Linked DNA regions of Mus musculus: region 2 is linked to region 1. The links are chromatin contacts, called in public HiChIP or PLAC-seq maps. All regions are on one chromosome and are shown on one strand. Each heading gives the region's core, a stretch centred on a gene start, on an enhancer-like site or on the middle of the called end of the contact. The rest is flanking DNA. Distances are from core to core; before and after follow the strand shown. Region 1 has its middle 45 kb from the start of Kl. Region 2 has its middle 5.7 kb from the start of Stard13.

Region 1 (5,650 bases), core at 335-2,834:
AAAGTATATTCATTCTAAGCTCAAAAGTTCCTTATTGTCCTTTTTTATTTCAGATTTTATTTATTTTTATTTTATGTGTGTTTTGCCTGCATGTATGTCTGTGCACTACATGCATGCAGTGCCAATGGAGGCCAGAAGAGGGCGTCGGATCCTCTGGAACTGGAGTTAAAGATGGCTGTGAGCCACCATGTTGGTGCTGAGAATCAAATCAGGGTTCTCTGCAAGAGCATTCAGTGAACTTAACCACTGAGCTGGCTCTCCAGCAACTCCCCCCTCCCCTCCTAAACCCCCCCCCCCACTATCTTTAATAGTTCCAATACTGATCAGAGGTCTACTAAAGTCTCAGGCTGAGGAGATGGTTTCTCTCCTAAAGTTGTCTTTTGGGGGTGGGGTGGGGGGGCGTGACTTTATTTCATCACAGCGATGAAAAGCGTGTGACATAATTTTTCTAGACTAATCCCACTTACTCTTAACATGTTTCAGATTTGTTGATAACTCAATATTTAGAGCTCAATGTTGTAAAAATAAAGTGTTACTATCAAGATGGTTTATTTACCCTGACACATCAGTTAATTTTTGTGACTTTTCATAGACATGTTCAGACGGATTCCTTTAGTAAAATTGAAAGAAAACTCAATTCTTATATTTACTTTATGATACTAAGTTATTTTGTTGTGTTATTTTTGTTTAATTATACAATTTTTTTTATGGGTAGAATCCTGAAGACCATTTGGCAGAAGATACATCCTTACTTGTGTCTTGTACCATCTGCTCTTTTGAAACAATCTAATGACACAGACAGAACATTAGAATTTGCGTATTTGTTATTTAGTTGGTAAATAGTTGCAGACATCAATTTTTCACTTATTTCCAAAATCTTTAGTTAGTAGGGTTTCTTCATTTAGTATAATCTTTGAATATGCTTATTTTATGGTAAAACAATTTAACAGTAAATGACTTTATTTATCTTGTATAATTTTTTTTTGCAATAGAAACATCAGCCATTTCCCTTAATAAATGACTAGAATTGATGAGTTTGGAACTTTCCATCTCTTTGGGCTGCAGTTTCTGCTAATTACAGCTTAGAGCACAAATGTTGCCTAAGGCATTTTGTATTATTTTTGGTTAAAGTGAATCAAAAGCTTTGGCTAGCAACATCTAAGCTATTAGATGGCAAATTGTGCAGTGTTCATGGCCTTAGTGCTACATTTAAGACACGGACTCGTTTCTGCCTTTAAATCACAGGCTATCCTGAGTCTCTGATAAACAGCCCCAAGGTTTCAAATGGAATGTTTCAACAGATAGGAGCAGGGGTGGGTGTGGGTGGAGGGGTGTGAGAGGGGGTGCGGGGGGGGGGGGGCAGAAGTGCTAAGCTGGGAAGGAGAAGAATGGACTTAAAATTAGAGAAAGATTGACAGTTAAGATGAACGCACGAGCAACATGATGAGTGGGTCAGCTTTTATTGTTGTTGGTGCCGTAATAAAATGGCTTTAATTTATCCCTGCCTGTCATTCCTTACCAACCCACATAGCTGGCAGTGCAGGTTAGTCATCCTGGAGGTGCAGGAATCTAGTGCCCGAAGACATGTGACATCACCATGACTCATCCAGGGAAGAAGGAAGGACAGGGACAGAGCAGGAGAGTGGGTGAGGGGTCTGCTCTGTGGGATCCTGGGTGGAGCAGCACTCACAGAGCCTGTGTGTGTCTGTATGTGTGTGTCTGTGTATGTGTATCTGTGTGTGTGTATATGTGTGTGTCTGTGTGTGTCTCTGTGTGTGGGTGTCTGTGTGTGTCTCTGTGTGTCTGTGCCTGTGTGAGTGCCTGTGTGTGTGTCTCTGTGTGTCTGTGTGTGTGCCTGTATGTGTGTCTGTTTCTGTGTGTGGGTGTCTGTGCCTGTGTGTGTGTCTGATTCCCCCCCCCCCCCCCCCCCCCCCAGTTCTGGAGACTGAACCTGGGGTCTTGCACTTGTCACTCGTTAAGCAGATGCTCCACTATTTATTGAGCTAAATTCCTAATCACAAAGCTTTTGTTGTTTTTGGTCTAAGACAGGTTCTCACATTCGAGGTTGGTCTTGAACCACATTACATAGCAGAGGATGGCCTTGAAACTCTGATCTTCCTCTCTTTACTTCCCAAGAGCTGGCTGGGATCACAGCTACAAACCATCACACCTGGTTAGTGTGGTGCTGGGGACTGAAGGTTCTTGCATTTTAAGCAAGCACACTTTCGATGGAGCCACAAACCCAGCCCTGGCAAAACATTCTTGGAAAAAAAGAAATCTGCCAACTCCTATGCATGGAAAGAGAGGGCCTGGAGTTCAGAAGGACCAAGCTCTTATGTAGTAGAGGCAGCCCCAAATCAGATAGGGATCTTGGAACTGCTAGGCTACTAGCAAATTTGCTTTACAACCGGAAGCAAGATATCTTTTCAACCAGGGGTTGTCCTTATCTATAAGGGGATAGAGTGATTAAGACCAGTGGGATCCAGTATTGGTAATACATTCCAGTCACCTGGGAGCTTTAAAAAACAAACAAACAAACAATGACAACAACAACAAAAACCAATAGAGCAGCTTCTCTGGGGGTAGGATTACCACCGAAGCTAAAACAAGAGCAGGGTAATTTCATCCTGGCTTCTCCAAATCTTAATATTTTTGAGAAAGAGTCTCACTCTGTAGCCCAACTTGACTTGGTACTTGCTGAATAGCCCAGGCTGCTCTGAAACTCCTGGCAATCGTCTGGGTCAACCTCACAAGTGCTGGGATTACAGGTGTGAGCCATCCTACCCAGCACCGACTTTAAAACTCATAGGAATTACGTAGGCATGGTAGTTTGAATGAGAAATGAATTCCCCTAAGCCCAGACATTTGAGTACTTGGTCCCCAGTTGTTGGTGGTGTTTTGAGAGATGTGGCCCTGCTGGAGGAAGGATGTTTCTAGAGGTAGGCTTTTATTTTATTTTATTTTATTTATTTATTTATTTACTTATTTGGTTGGTTGGTTTTTTTTTTTCAATACAGGGTCCCTCTGTGTAGCCCTGGCTGTCCTGGAACTCACTCTGTAGACCAGGCTGGCCTCGAACTCAGAAATCCACCTGCCTCTGCCTCCCAAGTGCTGGGACTAAAGGCATGTGGTACCACCGCCTGGTTAGAGGCAGGTTTTGAGAATTTAAAAACCTCATCCCACTTCCAGTTCACAGTCCCTGCTTCACACCTGCAGTGAAGGTGTGAACTTTCAGGTCCCTGCTCCTGCCACCATGCCTGCTGTCTGCCTGCCTACTGCCTCACCTCCTCACCATGACAGACTCTCTCTCACTCCTCTGGAACCAGAAGCTAGAATAAACTCTTCCTTAGGTTGCTTTTGGTCAGAGTGTTTTACCACAGCAACCGAAAAAGTATCTAAGACACGTGGTGTATGTCCTCTAGATTGTCTATCTAGCTCTGGCTTGTGGCTGAATGTTTCCTCTAAGTATAAGAGTTCATGATTTGCCGAAAAATGATACCTTGGACTCAAATAGTGTGTAAATGCAAAAAGTGTTTTATTCTGCAGAAGTTCAGCATGCTGGGGGCTCCCATTACCAGAATAGAGAGACACCTGAGTGAACTTGCAGACCTGATTTAAAGCACATTAGGGAATTCTGGGGTAAGTGACCTCTATGTTAGTCTGTTGGGTCCATCTCTAAGGACATTCCATTACTGAGGTGCATGGGCTGGAAACTCGATGGGGACATCTGCAAACTGCTGCTTACCCATTGTCCTTGCCTCAGGCCAGGTGGCAGGGCTGCTTCTGTGGTCTGGACTTGCCCGGAATTACCCAGTTCTTGGAAACAGAGATCTAGGCCTAGTCTCCTGAACTGCCAGTTTGAAGCCTGCGATGGAGTCAGCCTGTCTTATCCCTTTCTCCTCCACTTCCTTCAGTAATAGCCATCTTGAATCCTTGAGATGTTTCCTAAGCCCCTACACTAGCAGCTCCAGCCAGCCGTATGTCAAGGAGAGAACCTAGTAATACAGCGGAAATGGCCACCCTTTTAACTCAATTGCTTGGAGGTGCTAGCTAGTTGAAGACATCCTCCCTAGAGTAATAAGTCACTCTGGGTACAAGCTGTACTAGAACATAAAAATCCTAAGCCTTGAGGTACATGCCCACTAAGTATTCTCTGGGGGCATCATGTGTGATGCAACAGTAGGGGTTGCGTTGCAGAGGTGGGAACAGGCTGGGGCTACCTTATTTCTAATGCAGTGTCTCTGTCCGGTAACCAAAGGTTCTGTGTTAAGTCTGGGCAAGAGGAGTTAAGAACTGGCAGCCCGTTTGGCCTTCCTGCCAGCCATTGTGAACCTGATGACAAGGTTGTTGCTGCGTCCCCAGATAGACAAGGGGCTACTGGCTGGTGCAGTAAAGTGGAAGTAGCAAGCGAACAGCATCAGGAGGGCTGGAGTCGCAGTTTCAGTGCATCGACAGGGTGTGGGGTGACGACCATCCATCATTCCTGTGGTGGTTCCTCTGGACGTCTCCTCCTCTGGAATCTCAACTGCTGGATCATCTATCTTACCTGGCAGGCTTAATGTAGGAGTAATGTATCCATGTCCTGATCCTATCCACCTTAGCAGCCATAGGCGTGGTCAGGATCACAGCCTTTATAGTGAGGTTCCAGAGCCTTGTGGGTATGTCTCTTAGACCAGGCTTCATCACCTGGTTCAAAGCAATGAGGACTAGGGAGAGGAGCAGACTCGTACACCTGGAAGATGGCAGGCCAGAGTTGCTTCTGGACTCTGTGGAGGACCTCCAAGGGTTTTAAAGACTTATGTGGTTATATTCAGCTAAGATATCAGTCTGGAGGTTAGGCAGCAAGGGAGGGAGCCTCCCATATTGGATCTCAAAAAAAGCGGGAGGACCTAAAATATAGAGGGTATTCCTACCCCTATATAAGGTAATAAGGTAGGAGAAACAGCCAGTCACCGCATGTTTCATGGATAATTTGCTCAAGGCCTCCTTCAGGAGGATTCATCCTCTCTACTTTCCCTGAATTCTGGGGTCTGTGCGTACAACGTAATTTCCAATTGGTCCCCAGAACCTGTGCTAGAGATTGAGTTACCCGAGATGAAAGGTGGTCCACTGTAAGACCCAAGCAGGGTAAGCAAACCATACCTGGTATGATGTCTTTCAGAGGCTTCTTTGTTACTACGTTGGCGGTCTCCTTCTTTGTAAGGTAGGCTTCTACCCATCCTGAAAAGGTATCTACAAAAACTAGCAAATACTTATATCCATATGTTCCTGGTTTTGTTTCTGTATAGTCTATTTCCCAGTTAGCCCCTGGCTGTTGACCCCTGATTCTGGTTCCTAGAGTGGCTCCTTGATTGGGGACTGAGGCATTCACAGCCTAGCAGGCGGTGTAATATCCAAAATGAATTCAAGACCACCCAGTACCTTCCCCCTTTGAAAAGGACTTTCCAAACTGTACTAGCAGGCCAAGTGCAGAGCCAGATAAGGAAGCTGGCTGACTTAACAAATGTAAAAACATAGTTTTAGTGGTCAAAATGATTAAGCCTGCAGCTACCAAAACAATATTAGCTGTTTTCAGAGAAATAACCATAACAAGATTAGCAATTCTCCTGCCTCCCCCCACACTGAATTCTGATGAAGACCACAAACCACC
Region 2 (6,099 bases), core at 2,919-5,418, 200 kb after region 1:
TATCTGCCACCAATCAACTTCCTGCCATGTGTTTTTGCCGTCTTATATTTCTAGAGCAGCTTATTTAAGGTAGATGGGTGATACCATTGAGAATTGGTTTTACGGTAAGATATTGCCATTGCTGTGAAACTTTTGTGCACGAGTTGCTTTGATCACACAGTCCCCATGGGAAAATTCCAACAGAGGTGGACGGTTGTGTTCTGTTTAAAGCTGCTGCTGACCTCTCTGGGCTTGTCTGCCACCCTGTGTATCTTGGAGAGACCTGCCACTCTGCTCTGGTGAGCAAGTGAGTGAAGAATCAAGGACAAGGACTAAGGGAGGCAAGGGACCAAGAGTGTTGGGCACCTACATGCTAGGCCTCTGCCACTTACTGTTCCTGCTTATCAATTCGTGAAGTACCATAGTTTATGACAAAGGATATAGAGACCCATAGGGGTGAAGTAACGGCCCAGGTCATAAGCAGGGAAGTCACTGTGTGTCTCCAAGCTTGACTGATCCATCCGGCCTCTTAGGAGTGATGGCTGAACGCTAGACTCAGCTCAAAGGGAAGCAGCAGGTGCTCACACAGCCTGGTCTCTGTGACCATACTGATGCGGCTGTTTCCACTGAATTGAAATATTCCCTCACAGAGGGAACTAAGGGTGCTTCTAAGACTTCAGAAGTAAACTGAATTTATGAGGCCCGGAAAATTCAGAAGCATACAGATTCTTAAAGCCCACCAAGGTTATCTCAGCAGCAATAATGGAGGGGGAAACACACCCTCCCACTGGGATGGGCAGAGCTGCCTGAAGGTCCTGCAGAGAGCTGTACAGATGTAGCATGGCGAGTCTCCCAAGCTGGGTTGGGCTTCTCAATGATGAGGCTGTGTGCTCCTTTAAGTAACCTCTTACCCAAGGACCTATGAGGACCCTTTAAACTCACCTCTTCACCCAACCAGAGCGGGGTGGAATGATTTCTTCTAGTGGGTCACCACTCCATTGTCCACTGCTCTCTGCTTATTTCAAAGGTGATGGCAGTTGTCTGGCCTTTGCTGTGGTATTCATTCTTGAGGCAAACACTCCAGATGCAGTCAAAACTTTGAAATTTGATCTCTAAACAAAACCCCAGGATATTTAAAATGTCTGTGTCTTTTGATAGATGATCCCAGATTAACTCTCAATGGAATCCTGCACACGAGTAGCCAAAAGCTAGGAGTGATTTGATAGAAGCCAGGGAGTGCTTCCATCTCCTCCTTCACACACATTCCAGCCTCCTCAGCAGGCTTTCTATGTGGAGGGAGCCAAGGTACTGCTGCCAAGCTGGGGAATATTTGAGATACAAGTGGCGGCAAACAACCGCAAACTGATTTAAAAGGCTGCTTTGGAAATCATGTCATAGGTTCCAGGTGCATGTCAGAGTCCTCCTATGGGGTCAGCATTATTGTGATGTGTGTGCCCACCTCTATACCAATGACCTTCCTAGTCTAAAGGCATCACAAGCTTAATGGCAAGTGCAGTCAGGACAGTGATGCCAACATTCACAGCTATGGGTACAGCCAGTGGTGACAGGCATCATATTGGATCCTTTGGATCAGCACCCAGCTCCAGACAATGCCTCCCATTCTGAGATCAGGTGCTGTTTACAGTCTTAGTGTTGAGCATGGTCAGGGGTTCATTCACCAGGAATGCACCTTGTGAAGGCCCTGGGAATTATCAGGTCTAATTCAGATAGCCTGGGATCTTGTCTGTCCTGGCTTGATACCACAAACCTTATGTAACCAAGCCAAATCTCACTTTTCTCAGTTCTTTCATGGGTCAGAGATCCCCTCCTTTTCCATTCAGGTGGCTCGCCCTGGGGCTGGAGAAGACAGTTCAGCAATTAAGAGCACTGGATGATCTTATTGAGGACCTGAGTTTGCTTCCCAGCACCCAAATGGCAACTCATGATCATTGTAGCTCAAATTCCAGGGGATCTGACACCCTCTTCCGACATCCAAAGCATTACACACACATGGTACACATACATACATGCAGGCAAAATACCCAGACACATAAAAAAGCAGCCTACTGCCTTCAGAAACATCATCATAACTATTCTCTAGTTTTATTACCCAACAGTTCTGTGAACACTTGAGGCTCTTACTTGTTCATATGGAATCCACCTGTGCACTGAATATGTTGGGAGCAGTTGTAGATCTGGGTTTTAGAAGAGACATTATATGTTTTCTGATGCAGCTGATTAAGCACCACTGTACTTTTCCTATGGGATCAATTTGTCCTCTGCCTTCCCATTTAGCCCACAGTCTCTCACAGAGAACCCCAAGCTGTTTAAGAAGGTTTTTCTGTAGAGTTTCCAGCCAGTGACTCTAACTCTGCCATGGGGAGTCAGGCAGGACCAATCTACATCTTCTCGAACAGGAACTGTCCCTAGGGTGTGCTCAGCCATTATAGGTCATTTGTGAGAATCTTCTGAAGGCTAAATGTTTCTTCTCAGCCCACCTCACAGCATAACTATTCCTCGAGATGTTTGCTTTCTTTTGTGTTCACTTCAGTCTGCCCCCATCCCTTTGAAAATGTAGCACTTCCCTTAACCTCAGAACCCCAGATATGACAGAGCATTGCAGAATTCCTGACTTAACAGAACCAGAGTTTTGCTCTTGTGCAATCTGGTGTGACATTAGGGGAGGTTTTGTTTGTTTTAATTTCTGTTTACTTATTTGTGATTTCAGCCTTTGCGTCACTGCTGTAGGTGTGAGGTGGTCCTTGCCTGTGACTGACTCTGTGGGTGAAGATGGAAAAGAAAATCACACCATTACACTATGTTTGGTACACAGTGTGGGAGGCAATGTCTGTTGACCCAGACTGTCGATAGAAAGCGGTCTGGTATTTAGGTATTATCCTAATATCTGCCATTAGGTGAGTTTTCTCTGTACTTTGAGCAACTTTGAGGTCAAGGATGTAAGACCTTGAAGTTTTTGAAATCTTTGAGATGGTTTCAATTCATGATTCTTGTCTACAGCGATTTATTTTTATGTAGTCTCTTCAGATGGTAAACAAAAATATGTTTGATACAAAAAGCACAAAGACGTGTGCATTTGGTGGGCGGGAAGGTGAGAAGAGACAGAGGAAGGGTGAGAACATTCTTCAGAATTACAAGCCATGCAACCCTGTGTGTTTAGTGGGTGGCAATGTGACCGCTCCTTACCATACTCCTCAGCCATAGGAAAAGAGAGTTACTTCTGGCCTTTGGGAAAACTGTACATATTTTACATTTGTGGTGTAGTAGTATGACATATGTATGTACATTGTACTAATTACCACAGTCAAATTAACATATCCATCAATACCCATGGGTTAAGACTTGTAAAATCTGCTTTCTTATTGTACTGGCTGGTTTTGTGTGTCACCATGACACGAGTTAGAGTCATCAGAGAGGAAGGAGCCTCAGATAAGGAAATGCATCCATAAGATCCAATTGTAAGGCATTTTCTCAATTAGTGATCAATGGGGAGGCCCAGCTCATGGTGGTGCCATCTCTGGGCTGGTGGTCCTAGGTTCTATAAGAAGGCAGGCCGAACAAGCCATGGGGAGCAAGCCAGTAAGTAACATCCCTCCATGGCCACTGCATCAGCTTTGCCCCCAGGTTCTTGCCCTGTTTGAGTTCCTGTCTTGACTTCCTTCAATAATGAGCAACAGTATGGAAGTGTAAGGCCAATGAACCCTTTCCTCCCCAACAAACAACTCATGGTGTTTCCTTGCAGCAATAGAAACCCCAAGACGCTTACAAATTTTAAGTAAACAATACAGTGTGATTCACTACGGTCACCCCTGCACACTGATGTCCAGAATTTATCCAGCTGTGATGGAGGTGTCTCACCCTCTGATCAATGTCTCCTATCCTACCCATCCCCACTTTTACACTGTACACACGAGTGAGATCATGAGGCATGTTTCTCTGAACATCTGTCTTATTCTGCTTAGTGCAGCGTCCTCTGGGTTTGTCCACTGAGGGGCTCTGTGTGGCCTTTGAAGGGAATGCTTATTTATGAGAGAATACACGTGCAAGAATATGTGGAGCTTCTCCTGAAATTTCCTCTGTTGTCAGAGCTCGGCAACTATCAGAGACCACAGTGGCCTCTGGACAACCTCCCAGAGTGCCATTGTAATCATATTGAGACTCATGGCACAGACCTGTTTAAACAGACCAAGTACCGCGCGTATTGCCAGGCGTGGCTGCTTTCTCCTTAGCCTGCCCTGCCAGCGTGACTCATCACTAATCAATCACAAGAGAATGCTTCTGAGCAAAAGAAAAAAAAAGTGTTTGCTGCAAAGGACAGGACATCCCGGAGAGAAGCTCGCAACTTAAAATAAAATTAAAATACCCCCTATTCTATTTCCAGGCTTTGGGAGTCTCAGGGACTCTTCTTGATCTTGGCTTGGTCTCAGTAATGAATTACATTAAAAGACCTATTGTGGCATTTCATTAATTAATCAACTCTCTGTCAGTAAAGCGTTAAGGAGGGAAAGTGGTGTGGAATGCTCAATGCTTACAATTATTTTTTTTTAGAATTAAAAATGTATAGTATAAAAGTATAAAGAAACTATGTTAAAAGGTAGTTTTGGCCATGAGTGATGCTTTTTGGATTTATACTTTTCAAACATTCTGACTAATTGCATTCCTCAAATGATGAAAAGATGAAGCCGAACCAACAGGTCACACTGGAGGATGCGGAGGAGAAGCCTCAGCCTCGGGGAAAATTCCAGCACTGTCAGTGATGGAAAGCAGAGAGAGAAAGACATCCATGGGCCCAAAGATTGCAGGCACCATCCTTCCTGGCTTGGGCCCTGAGTACCTGACACAGTTAAACAAAATCCTGGTGTTCAAAACACTCAGAGAAGGGGAAACAGAGCCTACAGATTTCCTTTTCCAGACATTTGTTGTGTATATTTGTTCCTGCAAGACTGCCTCCACACCTAGGAGCTGGGTGCCCTGTCCAGAGAACTGACATGGCTGTGTCTAGTTGCCTGCACACTCATCTTCCCTGACCATGAGAGAAAATCTGCCTTCTCAGGATGCTACTTTTGCTCATATTGCTCTGTTGAAAAGCCTCAAGTACTGCCATTCAACTGATGTTGAAGCTATGGTGTCTCCCATGCCTACAAATGGTTTATACACACACATACAAGCATAGGCCTCTGTGCACATACACACATACACATATACACAAACACAAGTGCACATGTGTACACACACACACACATACATAAATGCATGCAAACACACATGCACACACACAAGTTGACCAAATAAATACACACGTGGATCAAAATCTAACCCAGGACAAAAAGATGGAAATTAATCTTGTGAAATCAATATCTAGTCTGCATGTAAAAAAAAAGGTAGGCATGGGGACACTTCTTTGTAATTCCAGATGTGGGAACACAGGGACATATGGATACCTGCTTGGGAAAGCTCTAAGCTACTGAGAGACCCCGCACACAGCACCACTGAGGATGTCATCTGGCTTTCACATGCTTGTACATATGTGTACACATGCATACCTACACACAAGCATTCACACAAACATGGGCACACACATACAAAATTATCATACAAGTTAGAGAGAGAGAGAGAGAGAGAGAGAGAGAGAGAGAGAGAGAGAGAGAGAGAGAGAAAACCAGCCCATAATCTTCCAAGTTCTAAAAGATCTAGCAAATTCTCAAGGCCCTCTGCTGTCAGGAGTTTGGTGACATTTTTGCAGTCAATCCTTCCCATTGGTATTCTTGTGTAACTTCCACTTTGGTTTTTTTTGCCTATTGGAAATGAGCTTAATGTGCAATCTATAGGTCATGTTGATCTTCTCATCAGCACCTTGGAAGTAGACCCAGTGTCTAGTAACATCCAAATTCAGCATTAAGAGCTCAAGTTTTATGTTACTCCTTCTGTGCTTACAGCACACTGTTGAAGTTAGGCCCTGTTCTGTCTCCCAGCTCCGGGCCCCCAGAAATAAGACTCAGACTCAAAGTATATTTACAAATATCTCGGCCATATAGATCATAGAGTCTACTCTGACTAGATCATAACTGAATATACCCATTTATTTTAACCTACATTTTGTTA

Evidence for each region. HiChIP or PLAC-seq counts read pairs in DNA pulled down with a chosen protein or histone mark.
Region 2: a FOXA1 HiChIP or PLAC-seq map of pancreatic cancer cells shows a contact between it and region 1. The contact joins two enhancer-like sites. A contact is called at or near these places in 1 of 484 Hi-C or Micro-C datasets (epidermal suprabasal cells), 1 of 115 datasets of contacts at active chromatin or transcription factors (pancreatic cancer cells) and 1 of 9 other capture datasets (adipose tissue).

Annotation. Positions count from the first base shown.
Region 1 is chr5:150,995,152-151,000,801 of GRCm38.p6, forward strand. No RefSeq gene overlaps it. Among named protein-coding and RNA genes, the nearest start is that of Kl, 45 kb to the left of the region's middle. Within about 2 kb of position 1,585, at least 62 of the 459 cell types and tissues checked have an H3K27ac peak or open chromatin away from gene starts, as enhancers often do. A contact at or near this core is called in pancreatic cancer cells, where this site is marked.
Region 2 is chr5:151,192,888-151,198,986 of GRCm38.p6, forward strand. It overlaps a transcript of Stard13 not described here. Among named protein-coding and RNA genes, the nearest start is that of Stard13, 5.7 kb to the left of the region's middle. Within about 2 kb of position 4,169, at least 45 of the 459 cell types and tissues checked have an H3K27ac peak or open chromatin away from gene starts, as enhancers often do. A contact at or near this core is called in pancreatic cancer cells, where this site is marked.